2 separate regions of the Hordeum vulgare genome follow, and region 1 is linked to region 2. A link is a contact called in public Hi-C data. All regions are on one chromosome and are shown on one strand. The core of a region is the stretch at or near the end of the contact, and the rest is flanking DNA. Distances in the headings are between cores, read along the strand shown. Region 1 holds the start of LOC123408588 (probable calcium-binding protein CML30). Region 2 holds the start of LOC123407811.

What was found. Hi-C and Micro-C count contacts between places; a contact is called where the count stands out from the background.
Region 1: a Hi-C map of seedling shows a contact between it and region 2, with 2.8 times the contacts expected there. The contact joins the promoter of LOC123408588 here to the promoter of LOC123407811 in region 2. A contact is called at or near these places in 3 of 6 Hi-C or Micro-C datasets (leaf and seedling) and 1 of 1 datasets of contacts at active chromatin or transcription factors (embryo).

What each region holds. Positions count from the first base shown.
Region 1 is chr7H:50,443,522-50,446,462 of MorexV3_pseudomolecules_assembly, forward strand. It overlaps LOC123408588 (probable calcium-binding protein CML30), which reads left to right and starts at 1,467. Exons shown (of 1, transcript XM_045101663.1): 1 at 1,467-2,880. The coding sequence starts at 1,780. The coding sequence ends at 2,469.
Region 2 is chr7H:50,293,686-50,296,827 of MorexV3_pseudomolecules_assembly, forward strand. LOC123407811 reads left to right here and starts at 1,764. Exons shown (of 10, transcript XM_045101038.1): 1 at 1,764-1,985; 2 at 2,099-2,277. The coding sequence starts at 2,110.

The sequences.
Region 1 (2,941 bases), core at 217-2,716, 150 kb after region 2:
CACGCGCAACTACTCTGTGATCTTGTGGAGCATATGTGGACCCACAATAAAATCTAAAAAGCTAATGTTTGATTTGCGCACTTAAAATAAATCTATGTACGAACTATGTACTTGAGAGTATCCCGGCACCAACATTTGTTCTAGCTAATGTTGGATGCGCACACAAAAAAGATTCTTCAAGTAGACCAAAATTTCGTAGGGAAAATGTTAGTAGTACAAATGAATTCCAGCGATAAATTCCTATAAATTATGGTCGTATGAATCAAACACTCCTCATAAGTGGTCATTGACTACTTCCATTCTATTTCATCCTCCTTGAGACACGCGACTTCCAAGCAACAATGGCCTCCTGCCTCCCACAGGCGTCGACGCTGGTCTGACTCATCTCTTGTGGCCTTAGGGCCATGTAGGCGCGATAGATCATGGTCTTTGCTGGTCAGAGGGCTCCTGCTCCGTTTTAGGTGTCTTTTAGGTTGATTATGGTATCTATCGTGCTCACGAAGGCGAGGCGACGACGTCTCCCTTGAGATGTAATAAGGCCCTGCCCCAAAAGGTGCATCGAGCGTCGTTGACTCATCGTAGTAGCATGTGCGTGTGCGTGCGTGCACGCGCGCACGTGCGTGTGTGTGTATGTCTTCAGGGATCCTATGGGAATCGGTCGGTGTTGGTCTTGAGTGGATCTCCATGGATTTAGTCCTTGTTCATTTGTGTTAGTGTGTTTATAAGCTGGATCCTTTCTATCCATATTTCTTTTCATCGACGATGGTTGTTATTCTAGTGCACGGGTCATGTGTGCTTTACCACAATGACTTTCCAAACATCTATTATCACAAGGTTTGCGAGGAAGGAGTGATGACGGTAGCGCGCCTTCGGCTCGCTCCAATGATTATTGTCGTCTCCGATGATCTAAGAATTTGGTTGTAATTTCTTTTGCTTTTAGTGTTCTCTATATTGCCATCAGTTGATGAATAGATCAAAAGTTGTTATGGAAACAAAATTCCTCATGATTTGTTTTACACAAACATAAGGTTCAAAATTCCTTTAGAGGTGCAAACTATCAGTTGAATAGGTCACATGAGATGAAACCAACCCATCAGAGATGAAGCCTTAGATTTGACACGGGTGCTCGTATTTTTTTGAATTCATTTAGTTTTTGTTGCGATGTTAGTTTAGCGAAAGGTGACGTTTTCATCGATTACGAAGGCGTCTATGATGACTTCCTCAATCTCAAAATGTTTTATTTGCTATAGGTACCTCGGAGATGCTCACTAGAGTATCGTGTGCTTATGTGAGCATTCGCGTGTGTACTGCATTCAGAAAAGAATTATTTTAGACATCCTTTGAATCCCTCGTAAAAAAATCCTTTGAATCAAAGGGGTCCTTGTTCATTGGTGCAAGGAGTGAACAATAATACAAGTATTTTGTGGGGATGTAGGTGTGAACTTTCCGTGCCCCGTGCATCATCTGAACCACCCACGATCTACTACTACCAGGTCGCACGATCGGGCAGCAACTGAACCAACCAGCCAACCAACCAACCGCTGCCCTCGTCCACTCCACGACTCTTCTTCTTCTTCTGCTGCTGCTCCCTCTTCTTTACTCGCTCCGTCGTCGTCGCCGTCGCCCCCGCCTCATATATTACCCGCTGCGCGTCGTCTGCCTTCACATTCACACACACTCGCCCGCGGACAAACCAACGCGCGCGCTCCCACCACCACCTCCACAGCAGGCAGGCCAGCACAGCGGCAGCCGCAAAGAGCCAGCAGCTAGCGTCCATTCATGGCGCCTCTGCTCCTGCTCTTCCTCCTCGGCGGCCTCTGCGCCCTCTTCTCCCTCGCCTCCTCCTCCCGCGGCGCCAAGAAGTGCTGCGACGGCGGCGAGCAGGAGAAGAAGGCCAGCAAGGTGGAGGAGGGAGGGAAGGCCGGCAAGGCGGTGGAGGAGGCGCGGCCGGCGCCGGCGGACCGGGAGGCGGACCTGGGGATCGTGTTCTCGACGTTCGACCACGACGGCGACGGCTTCATCACGGCGGGGGAGCTGGAGGAGTCGCTGAAGCGGCTGGGCATCGCCGTGTCCGCCGCCGAGGCCGCCGCCATGGTGGCCCGCGTCGACGCCAACAGCGACGGCCTCATCGACATCCACGAGTTCCGCGAGCTCTACGACTCCATCCCCAAGAAGCGCAAGGCCTCGCTGCTCCCTCCCTCCGCCGGCGCCGGCGCCGGCGCCGGGGAGGAGGAGGAGGACGAGGAGGGGGAGGAGATGGACCTCAAGGAGGCGTTCGACGTGTTCGACGGCAACAAGGACGGGCTCATCTCCGCCGAGGAGCTGGGCACCGTGCTGGGGTCGCTGGGCCTGCGCGGCCGCCCCGCCGCCGCCGAGTGCCGCGACATGATACGCCTCGTCGACAGCGACGGCGACGGCATGGTCAACTTTGAGGAGTTCAAGCGCATGATGGCCGTCGTCAAGGCCTAGCCTCCACTCCACCCCCATCGATTCCTCCTCCTCTTCCCTCCCTCCCTCCCTTCCCCGGACATCAAAATTTTTGTTCTTGGATTCTGCGAATTCGAGAAACGTTGCTGTTGATCTGCTAGCTGCTCTTGGACCGGATCCGAAGATCAGACAGCGAAGAATCCACTAATCAACCAGTTTATTATTACGGGAGAGGGGACTGGCCGGAAGCTAAATCAGCTTCCTGCTCCGTGTGTTTCTCCCCTCCCCTGTTCTCTTCTTGCTGATCAACTTGGTTTCTCCTCTCCTCTCCTCTCCTCTCCTATGTCACTGACAAGTACCCTATATCAAGCATGCATGTAAATATTATTTCTTGGTCGGCTGGTGAAAAATGAAGATCACTCAATGCGTAAGAATTGCCCTGTTGTCGTGCCAGTGAGTTGTTCAATGCTTGTTTAATCATGTGCCGTTTTTTAGGAGCCAAACAAGTTTCAGA
Region 2 (3,142 bases), core at 514-3,013:
TTGAAAACCTGCAGCAACGGAGTGCCGATGCAATGCAGATGATGCGATGATGAATGCAACAAACATACGAACCACACGACGAAAACGGAATAAAAGGGGAATCTTTTGGAACGTCGGTCTCGGGTTGCCACAGGAGGCTTGCTGCGCATCGAATGGCAGATATTTTCAAAAAATACGCCATCTTGCGAGCTGTCAGATATAACACAATCTATCTTACTCTACTTTGCAAGAGAGGTGTCGTTGCAGAAACATGTGTAACGCCGGTTATGTTGTGGGTGTTTTGTAACATAGGTTGTGTTGCATTTTTTTGTAACATATGCCGTGTTGCAGAAAAATAAATTGCAACATGGGCCCTGTTACAATTTTTACTTTTTTGCAACAGGGGCATCTTCGATCTTTTTTTTGTATTCCTACCAAAACGTTCTAGTTGCTCATCGCAAAAAAAAAGTTATAGTTGCAAAGTTTGCAACAACGCTTTTTTCGTCTTCTTTGTATTCCCGCAACAAGACTTTTGTTGCAAAAAAATTACAACAAAGATCATGTTACAAAAAAGGTGAAGAGAGATAGAGGAGAAGTCAGGTAGAGAGGCGTATGGATCTCGTTATAGTAAATAAGATCATAGTCACGTAAATGGGTTCAAGACGACACGTGTCAAACGCGGCAGCCGGCAGACGCGCACATTAAACCCATCGGCTGATGTGAAGAGTTTCCCATAATTTAGCTTGAAAACGCAAATGCATATTAGTAACTATTTTCTTTTACTTGCTGATGTCAATCAACACACGAATAATAAATAAGTAAAATCATTTGCCTAGGTAACCTATTTTGATGACGAACGTGTTGGATGGCGCGTGAGTTAACAACCCGTTCTATTGCCTAGTCAGTCGCAACCTTTGCAACATGCCTCATGTTATAGCCATTTGCTTTGCAAGAAACAATGTCAATGCTTGAACCGTTTCATACCGACCGCAACCAGCTCCGTTCGACCCACCGTCGAGTCAATTGTAACCTTTGCGGCGAGCACCTCGTCGCTCTTGCTTTCTTCACGACATATCACGTGTCGCAATAATCAAACAAACAATGCCATACCGAATTACCAATCACAACCAGTTTCGTCCGACCCATCGTCTAGTCAGCCGCAACCTTTACAACGAAGCACCATGCCGCGCTCCCTTGCTCCGCAACATGGGGTAAGTTGCAAAAGGGTGAAGATGGCCGCGCGCCGTCCCATGAAAGAATCAGATCCAACGGTCACGGAGAGGGTCGACGCGCGCAGCTCGATCAGTCGGATGAGCGCTAGCGTGTTCCTTCCATGTCAACAGGGTAAAACTTTGGCTAAAACCAAACCAAACACACCAGCAGTTAATAATTAATCCAACAATTACATGCAGTCCACAAAGGGGGGGGGGGGGGAGGGGGAGCGCTTGCGTGCCCGCTCCTACCCCCTGCCTGCCTGTCCTAGAGAAAAACGGCGTTTGGGTTTGTTTAGTGCGGCCCTCGCAGAAAACACATGACGGAAACGGATAGAAAAGCGGCAGCACCGGGGTGTGGTCAATCATCACAAGACGACTAGCGCTCATCCCTACTCGATCGTATGGCTTCTAGAGGCTCCCGTGGAGTATGTACGTATGTATCTGTACGTAGAGCGCGGGCGGCCTGATCCCCCAGCATCCATCCCCCGGGGTCGCTGTCAAACAAATCCCGGATCGAGCGAGCCCATTGCCGTCTAGAGCCTCGCTTCGCCGCACGGCACAAAAAGGGGAGCGCCAGCCCGCCCGCCCACGCCCAGCCGCGCTGCCCTCCTCCCCTCCACACGTCTCCTCCCCTCCCCCACCCCCACCCCCACCCCCATCCTCACCCCCCGCCCCGCCGCCGACGCAGCTCCTCCCTCTCCATCTCCATCCCCATCCCCTCCCCGCTTCCTCGGCCCGTCCCTGCCCTACGCGCCCGGCGCTGCCCCGCGCGGCAGACACAGCGCGGCACAGGTACGGCTCCGGACCCTCCGCTCGCTTCGCCCCCCGACTCCCCGAGGCGCGGGGTCTCTCCGCCTCCGTCCGCGCGGGTTTGATCTGAGCGGCTGGTTCGGTGTTTCGCGCAGGTGGTTGGTTCATGGCCGCCAGCGTGCGGGAAGCTGCGGCGGGGCACGTGGTGGACGACTACGACGGCGGCGCGTCGGACGGCGAGATGGACGTGGACGTCGACGTCGACGCGGAGGCCGGAAGCGAGCTCCAGCACGGCCGCGGGGGCGGCGACGGCGACGACGACGAGTACGCGCTGGTCGGTAACCTCGTTCCTTTGGTTCATTGGTTGGTGCCGCGGTGGGCGGCTTGCGCTGCTTGCTTTCTCCGAATCGCGGATCGCACACAACATCCGCGGTTCCGCTTTCGGCTATTCGATTATTTGATTGGTTGTCTGAGGTTCCTTTCTCTTTATAGTACGATTCCAAGTCGAGCGTGATCTTGCTTAGGTTGTTCAGGAGTTTATCAGTGGCTTGCCTGTCCTTGTTAGTGTAGCGGCTGGCTCTTTCCAAACAGAAAAAAAAAGAAACCCACGGGCATGGATTGAAGCTCCACTCACAATTAATTAGGTTCAACCTGAAACCCGATCGCGGAGAGAGGTTCTTACTTCTTAATGCCGTGGTATCAGCTTAGCTTTCTGGTGTGTTCACCGCTTCTACCTGCGGGCGAGAATTATCCATTCTATAAGTTAAAAGCCGCAGTAGTTTGTTATGTTACGACAGAGTAGAGAAACATAACTTGCCATCGACAGAACAACCGTAGCATATATTCTAAAAAAGAACTAGTATATTATGCGAGGCGCGCAATCTTCTCGTTCAAAACATGCGTGTGTCGCGAGAGGAACCTTAGTCCAGTGATTATACTCAAAAGGGCGCGCAAAAGCTACTTTTAGACCGTGTCTAGTTTGTGGTGCTGATATTTCCTCTCTTAGTCTCTTGGTGCTGAATTCAATATTCATGATGAGGGGGGACTTGATGTCAATGGTGCTTGTGGAGCAGATTAGTATTGCCCAATCATGCAGCTCGAATGTGCTACTTGTGTTTATCTCCAGCCAATAATGATCTGGCTTACCATTCTCCGTAATGTCGTTTTCACAAGTGGCACACACTGCATAGTTTTCAATG